Linked DNA regions of Zea mays: region 1 is linked to region 2. Evidence: chromatin contacts called from public Hi-C data. All regions are on one chromosome and are shown on one strand. Each heading gives the region's core, a stretch centred on a gene start, on an enhancer-like site or on the middle of the called end of the contact. The rest is flanking DNA. Distances are from core to core; before and after follow the strand shown.

Evidence for each region. Hi-C and Micro-C count contacts between places; a contact is called where the count stands out from the background.
Region 1: a Hi-C map of leaf shows a contact between it and region 2, with 4 times the contacts expected there. The contact joins the promoter of LOC103626979 here to the enhancer-like site in region 2. A contact is called at or near these places in 2 of 25 Hi-C or Micro-C datasets (endosperm and leaf).

What each region holds. Positions count from the first base shown.
Region 1 is chr5:144,023,021-144,027,179 of Zm-B73-REFERENCE-NAM-5.0, reverse strand. It overlaps LOC103626979 (glycosyltransferase BC10), which reads right to left and starts at 2,738. Exons shown (of 2, transcript XM_008647338.3): 1 at 1,758-2,738. The coding sequence starts at 2,507.
Region 2 is chr5:143,855,100-143,859,634 of Zm-B73-REFERENCE-NAM-5.0, reverse strand. No RefSeq gene overlaps it. Among protein-coding and RNA genes, the nearest start is that of LOC100274799, 45 kb to the left of the region's middle. Within about 2 kb of position 2,799, at least 17 of the 20 cell types and tissues checked have an H3K27ac peak or open chromatin away from gene starts, as enhancers often do. A contact at or near this core is called in leaf, where this site is marked.

The DNA of each region.
Region 1 (4,159 bases), core at 1,489-3,988, 170 kb before region 2:
TTTTTACCCTCTAATATTTGTTTCTATATCCTGTGTACTCTAGAGAGCTAACACTACACTTTATATTTATATAGCGAGAAACCTAGATAGAGGTTTGCAATATTAAGAGATCTAATAGAAGTTACTAGATAGTATTGTTTTTACTAAAATATCTATTTCTATGAACAAAGAAGGATTGAAACCAAATTTTGAAGTTGCTCTAAAAGCATCAATCTCTAAACAAGCCTCTCATTGGCTAAATATAACACTAGCTACAATATCATAGTATTTACTATGGATATAATGAGAAATAAGCACTCCTATCACCCCTCTCCTTGATATGTGTTGGAGCGAAATCATGCCTAAAACGTCAGGCTTTTTAAAAAAGGTTGTTCAAGGATCATGCACCTTGCAAAACATATACTACCACTTGAAGGAGTAGAGATAACTAGTAATTAGAATGGAGCTTCTGAAACACATTTATACGGTTACTATTTTTCTATTACCACTTTAGATTTCACTATCGAAGTGTAATCTTATTCTTTGGGGGGATATATTTCATCATGGTTGCATGCAAAATACTCCTCTCAATAGGCTTTCTAAAACAAAAGAATAGCCAATGTGATAGTAAAAGAATTATGCCTTCATATATACAGAGACTTTGAATAGAGTAGTCGTATGTCACAAATTTGCAATCCTAGTTCTAACAGTTTCCGGTCATAGTAAAAATTCAGATTTTTGCCAAGTGAAAATTTGACTAAATTGAAGTGAGTAAGGCACAAAAAATATGTAGATTTAACTAAATTAAAGGGTCGGTGTCATAATTTATGATACCGAGGCAGACCATAACACCAAGCTCTAGCCATATCAACGTCATGTTGACAGCCACACCAATTCTAACCTTCACCGTCAACACTATAGCCTATAACGCCAAGACATATTATGTTGGGTCTTGGCGTCATAGACCAAAAGATGTAACCTAGATCTAAAAAACAAATTTAGTTTAGGCAGCTCATCAATAAAAATACAAAATTTTAAAGGAAAAAAAAGAAAGTTAACAAATCGCTAGCACGAAGCAGCTGCAAAAGCTTCCAAGTGCATGCACAAGGCACAGGCGCGTCGCAAGCAAAGGTGGATTGGTCTAGGGAAGCTTCGACTTTTGTTTGCTTCGGGGTTCAGACAGATAGTTGAGGACCAATACAAGGAGAGAAAATTATGCAGTCTCGACTCGAGCCCGGACAAAAGGAAAAGGCATCGTTCTCGATGTGGGCTTCGAACCCATCGCCCGCCCCTGTGGAATCCCGTGCGGAAACAAAAAATTCCACCTTGCGCCTGGAGCTGTCTTGGCACAATTGGCAGGAGGACGAGGCTAGGATTTGCCGTCATGTGTCAATTTCTAAACGCGTACACATAATCCAGTTAGGACTACCACTTTCCGTATGGATCTGGATTCCGGATTGCACCGTCTAGAGTATTACTCTATTCTAACAACAATTAAAATGCTCAAAGAATTCCATCGGCCATCGCTAGCTTTAAGCATTCATCGTCATTTGCAAATAAATAATTAAACCATGCTATATTTACGGACGGTATGAGTAATGTGCAAGACGGATATATGAATGCTTGAGATGATGATGACATGGTAATATAATTCCAAATTAATTAATACCAAGTATTTGCTAGTAGTATCGAAAAAAAGATCGTGAGCCAGGGATATTTGGTCTGCAAATTAAGCATTGAATAATACTAGTAATAATAACGGGCTCGCGCGGACGCACCTTGCTGGGGATTCTCCGGCGGTAGAAGGCGGAGGTCTCCGGCGGCTCGGAGCCGTTGAAGGCCGGGTCGGAGTGCACGTAGACGTTGTAGAGGCTGCGGTGGCCGCGAAAGAACATGTCCCACAGCGGCTCCATGGGCAGGTCCCAGCGCGTGAGGAACAGGAACGCCACCCTCGGGGTCGTACCGGCCGGCACCTCCCTCGGCGCCGACGCCGCCCGGGCCATCAACTCCTCGTCGCCGTCGCCGTCGCCGTCGTCACTGATGGTGCTAGCATTGCCGCGAGAGGCGGCACTAGCAGGCCAAGGCGCCGCTGGTCCCTCGCCAACGCCAACACCAGGTGGCGGCGGGGCAGCAGCGCTAGTAATGCCCGTGCCCGCGCCCGCGCCCGGCGGGCTCGACCGAGACCGGGGGATCGCTGCCGGCACGGAGACCGCGCCTTGTTTGGGCTGCGGACGCGCTGGCGGTGGTCGCCGGTCCTGATCGGCGTCCCTGGTGGCGGAGGATGGCGGTAAGAAGAGGCCGAGGGCTCCTCCTCCCCGGAGTCGGAGCGCGGCGGCGACGGACGACGGCGCGTAGGAGGAAGAGGTCATGAGGCACGCGGTGGCGACGACGCCGAGCGCGAAGCCGAAGGCGGCGCAGAGCAGGAGCTTGGTCTTGACGGTGCAGGGCGGGGCGGCCATGCCAGCCGCCGCCATGGGCAACACATGCTGCTGCTGCTGCTGCTGCTTATGGTTCTTGGTCGTAGTCATGACTACTACTTGTTTGTACTACGACTCGCCTTGGTTGAAGTTGGGATTGGGGTGCGTGCGTCACTGGTCTCGCGTCGGTTCCTGTGCGGGGAGAGGGACAAATGGCGGCGAGCTGCTGGAGATGGGGAGCCGCACCCGCACGGCATTGAATTTGGAAGGCCAGAGACAGAGAGACGAGAAGATGCTGCTGGGGCCTGGGGCGGAGCCGCGGAGGAGCCGCACTCACACGGCACTGAATTTCGAAGGCTAGAGACGAGAAGGGCAACTGGTGAGGGCGGTAACTCGGGTTCGGTGATCACGGCAATGGGTATACAAGAGCATCTTGACTCTTCATTTTTACTCTCTATTTTACTTTTTATTTGCTTTTTCATAAAGATTACACTTTATATACAGCATCTCAATCCAACAGACTATCTATATAATTTGGCTAGTCAGGTAGGTAACCAAGTTTAAATGGTAAGGGAGCTAATTTAGATAGTCGGATAGCTTTACAAGTCAGATAGCTAGTCTTTTAGAGAGTTGTTTTGCTGTTGAATATCTAAAATTTAGCTTAACGAGTCATTTAACTAGTTTATTAGAGATACTCTGAGATGGTCTTTTCTTTAGTTACCTTTTTAAACTTTAGTAACTAAATTTTAGTTTAAAAAATCTATTTTAATTGTCGTATTATGTATTTTAGTGACTAAACTTAGCCACTAAAGTTTAGAAGATGAAAACCAAACAGTCTCTAACCTCGTACTAAAATGAATATAGGTCAGTGTTTCTTAAACTTAATTAAATTTATCAAATCATAATACAAAAATTCCAAAAAAAAATTAAAAATAAATAAAAGCTATTTAAAGGCATTCATTTTATACTAATAATAAATTTTTGGCATGGAGCGAGGATCTAGTAGTACGCGCGCACGTGACGTAATACCACTTGAATTAAATAATAAAATGATCAATTATAGAGCAGTATTCGTAACAATGAAATGATGGGGAATATTATGACGAGCAGGCAGAGGTAGAGGCACAGTCACCTCACATCGTCCTCCCACGTTAACGTGAGAAGCTTCGTCGCATGACGTGATCGGCAACGTTTGTTTGGACTTTTTTTTTATCTTCTAGCCACCAAAAATTGCAGCGGACCATCGAATACTCTAGTTTTTCAGCCCGTTTGTATAAAAATCGCTTTGATAAAAACCGTTTAAAGTCAATATAAATACAGAATCGGTCGAGTTGCCACGATAATAGTAATTTGTCGCTTTCTAGATCTCGAACCTTTTGGACCACTTCATCTTCCTTCGCATGTAATCCCCACGATACTTAGATTTTTTCTACAATCAGATTCTTAGAAAGCTGGTCAGAAAAAAGCTGAACCAAATAGCCTCATGGTATGGTATGGCACAGCATTCTGTTTGCTCGTTGTCCCGTGTTCGTGGTCTTGCAAAACCGTCTCTGACAGCACGGGTAGAGGGACGTGGCAATTTCAACATAAATATCTGCTACTACCCCGTTCATAAATATATGCCACCGTTTATTTTTTCGAAAAGTTTGACCACTCGTCTTATTCAAAATATTTATTCAAAAATATAAAATTTTAAGTCAAGCACAAAATACCTTAAGTGATAAAACAAATCACAAAAAAATAAATGATAACTCATTTTTTTA
Region 2 (4,535 bases), core at 1,550-4,049:
CCCGTTGGGGCGTCGGCGCCGTCGACTCGCTCGACAGCCGACGAGGTGCCGCCTCCTGCTTGGCCTTGGTTGCCCCGCCTTCTCCTCCATTGGCGGGGGAGGGGACAGGACAAGCCCGAATGTTGTTCTTTCGCCACGTGGGGAAGACGTCGTCGATTCCGCCGCCGGCGAGCGGGTTGTCGACCGCCATTGTCGCTGTCGCGCGGCGGAGGAAGGAGTATCATGTCGTAGCTGCCGTCGAGGGACATGAACTCAAGACTCCCGAAACGGAGCACCGTCCCGGGGTGGAAAGGTTGCTGGAGACTACCCATCTGGAGCTTGACGGGAAGCTGTTCGTCAACACGCAACAGGCCCCTACCTGGCGCGCCAACTGTCGGCGTTTCGAACCTGGGGGGTCCCTGGACCGACGAGTAAATTGTCGCCGCGTGCCCCAGCCCAGATGGGTCGGCGTGAGACGGAGCGCGAACGGGGGAAGAAGCCGGAGGGAGACAGGCGTAAAAAGGGAAACCCGCGGCCTTCGTGTTTGTCCCGCGCCCAGGTCGTGTGCGCTTGCAGTAGGGGGTTAGAAGCGTCCACGCGGGAGGGAGCGAGCGGCTTACGCGAGCGTCGTCCTATCCTTCCCCGCGCGGCCAACCCTCTGTAAGAGGGCCCTATACCTTCCTTTTATAGGCGTAAGGAGAGGATCCAGGTGTACAATGGGAGGTGTAGCAGTGTGCTAACATGTCTAGCAGAGAAGAGCTAGTGCCCTAAGTACATGCCATCGTGGCAGCCGGAGAGGTTTTGGCACCCGGTTCGTGTGGTGTCGTGGCCGTCGGAGGAGCGCTGGAGCCTAGCGGAAGGACAGCTGTCGGGGCTGTCGAGTCCTCGCTGACGTCTCCTTGCTTCCGTAAGGGGGCTAAGAGCCGCCGTCGTCATGGAGCACGCGGGGCGCCATCATTACTTGTTTTACCGGGGCGAGCCAGATGGGACGCCGGTCTTGTTCCCCGTAGCCTGAGTTAGCTTGGGGTAGGGTAATGATGGCGCCTCCTGTGACGTGGTCGGTCCGAGCCCTAGGGTGGGCGAGGTGGAGGCTCCTCCGAGGTCGAGGTCGAGTCTGTTTTCCGAGGCCGAGGTCGAGTCCGAGCCCCTAGGTCGGGCGAGGCGGAGACCGTCGGCTGAGGCCAGGGCTGAGTCTGAGCCCTGGGGTCGGGCGATGCGGAGTTCGTCATCTTCCGGGGCTGAGCCCGAGTCCGAGCCCTGGGGTCGGGCGAAGCGGAGTTCGTCGTCTTCCGGGGCTGAGCCCGAGTCTGAGCCCTGGGGTCGGGTGATGCAGAGTTCGTCGTCTTCTGGGGCTGAGCCCGAGTCCGAGCCCTAGGGTCGGGCGAAGCGGAGTTCGTCGTCTTCCGGGGCTGAGCCCGAGTCCGAGCCCTGGGGTCGGGCGATGCAGAGTTCATCGTCTTCCGGGGCTGAGCCCGAGTCCGAGCCCTGGGGTCGGGCGAAGCGGAGTTCGTCGTCTTCCGGGGCTGAGCCCGAGTCCGAGCCCTTCGGGCGGTGCGGAGTTTCCTATGGCGCCTGAGGCCGGACTTGGCTGCTGTCAGCCTCACTCTGTCGAGTGGCACAGCAGTCGGAGCGGCGCAGGCGGCGCTGTCCTCTTGTCAGGCCGGTCTGTGGAGCGGCGAAGTGATTGCGGTCACTTCGGTTCTGTCGACTGGAGGGCGCGCGTCAGGATAAGGTGTCAGGCCACCTTTGTATTAAATGCTCCTGCAATACGGTCGGTCGGCGTGGCGACTTGGCCAAGGTTGCTTCTTGGCGAAGACTGGGCCTCGGGCGAGCCGAAGGTGTGTCCGTTGCTGGAGGGGGTCCTCGGGCGAGACGTAAATCCTCCGGGGTCGGCTGCCCTTGTCCGAGGCTGGGCTTGGGCGAGGCGAGATCATATCCCTTGAGTGGACCGATCCTTGACTTAATCGCACCCATCAGGCCTTTGCAGCTTTGTGCTGATGGGGGTTACCAGATGAGATTAGGAGTCTTGAGGGTACCCCTAATTATGGTCCCCGACAAAAATTGACCATAGATCTTATGTTAGTAGATTATTAAGCAGATTAACAAGTCTAACCAACATAAATTAAATAAAGATCTAATTAGAAAAGAATGAGACATGGTATAATGAATGTTGTTAATGAGTAGTAAATATTTATACGAGACTAACACAACTCGAATGGGTCAAATCGGAGTTAAAACGGGGAAGCTATGAATTTTCTAAGGTTTTACGTATTCGATACAAGATTAAGTAAGAGATAGATTTTAATATAGTTTTCATGTCAAAGTAGTGGCACTAAATGATAAACAACAATTTTATAAAATTATAGAAATCGGAATGGACTCATTTGGACTAAGTATGAATTTTATGTGAATTAAACAAGTTCTAGGAATTGTTTTTACACTAAAAATTCATTTCCACATTTATTTATCCAATTTAAATGGTCACAGGACCGAGCACTAAATTTGTAGAAACACGGGGGCGGAATCATAAGTAATTCCCAGACTCAGTCTAACCCTAGGGAGGACGGCGAGTTGAATACAAGTAAAGCGGAGGGCTCTTTTAAAAGATTGCCAGGGCGAAGGGGTATCAGCAACTATGGGCCGCTGGATCAAGCACGCACGACTCAGATTAAATCGCGCAAACAGCAAACCGGTACGCAACGGCTGCCGCACGATCACAGATCGACGATCACGATTTTAGGTGACCAAGATCTAACCCTATCCACTCGTTACAGGATCGACGACCCAGATCTACTCACCCCATCATCCAATCTACACCGTTCATCGACAAATGGATGCCTCAGATCCAATCTACACCGTCTATTATTCGATCAACGACCTGGGTCACGTTTCCTCCCCCTCCGGCCAACTGCAGCGGCGCCGCCCAAGGTCGCGGCGGCCCATGGCCGGCGTTTTCTCATCTCACTCGGTAGGGCGCTAGATCCTAGTTGGAATCACGCTATACTACAATGAGAGAAAAACGAACAGGATGGTACTCAATCTTACCTCGGTTCGCGGCGAGAAACCTTCTGTCCACGAGGTGTTGCGGGTCCGCGGCGGTTCTTCAACTACGGCGAGAAATTTCGCCCACTACGGCCGGTCTCTCTGCTCGCCCACGGTTCACACACCCTTGGTAAGGCTGGGCGAATCACCGGGTACCCTAATCGGACTCAAATGTGCCCGACGATGAGCGGATGTCTCAGCGGCGTAAGGTCCCCGCTCTCTCGTCTCACTTTCTGGTGGTTGACGGCGAGCCGATGGAGCTATGGTCTGAGGGAAAGGGGAAGATAGCGGCGGACATATATATGCGCACGGGGTCCACAAAAATCAGCTCGGTTGTTGCGATTTGCGCCGGCCGAGATTCACGGAATTCACCATGGATGGGTGCGCGGAACTCGGCGAGCAGTTGGGGAGCTGGAGCTGACAAACCGGGCCCACGGATTAGTGACTGAGAGGAGCAAGCACACGTGAGGTGGCTGAATCGTGGGGCCGGCTAGTCAGCGGCATTGGGTGAGGACTGCGCGTAGGGGCCCGAGTGCCAGTGAGTGAGCGCGGTAGGGCGGTGTGGAGCTCACGCGCGGGTCCCACCCCACAGTGTCCAGGGCGTGCGTAGAACAGGGCCATGCGGGAGTGGAATGGCTGATGGGCCGAGGGCAAGAATTCGGCCCAAACCGAGGCTGCCCCTTTTTCTTTTCATTTTATTTTCTGTTTTCCTTTATTCTTAATTATTTTGAATCCAAATTTAGAATTCAAACTTAAATGCAAATTTAAACTCATATTAACTATTCAATTTGGTCATACCATCATGGGATTTATTTATGAATTTATTGTTGGAACTTGCTCTCCTGGGCAAGTTGATCCAACGGGGGAGTGAAAGCAACGTAAACAAGGTTTTGATTCGAGATGGCAATAGCTCTGTTAATCTAGCCTTTCAAGGGCACTGTGCGGGGGTATTTATAGGTACCTGAGTGCCCAGCGTCCTGAGTTAAGGACGCATGTGCCCTCAGGCGCCTAGGTTATCCCCGGAATATTCCCATAAAGCAGGGTTACAAACTGTAATTACAGGGAAACCTTTACAAATTAGGCCCGCAATGCGCAGCGGCCACGCAGGGCCTGTTACAATGGGCCGGATCACACGTGGGCCTCCATGTTGGACGAGACTGCGGGATGGGACGACCTCGTCATAGGCCTTCGTCCAGCGACGCGTGGGACGAAGGGTAAGTCTGCCAGTCGTCTTGTCTTCGTTGGTGCAGCGAGGCTGGCGAAGGCATCGAGCGAAGGGTGGCGTCTTCGCCTTCGCCCCAACATTTATTTTGTATTTATAATATTTCTTTTTTCCTTTTCTTTCTTTTCCTATTTTCATTCTCTTGATTTTCGAATCTAAATTTTAATTTTGTTATGAGTCACACCATTGATCAAAATGTATCAAATTCAATTATTAGTGGAAGAAATATATTCTTATTTATATATTTATTTTATCCCATTTGTTTAATATTTTCTTCTCTTTTCTCAAATTC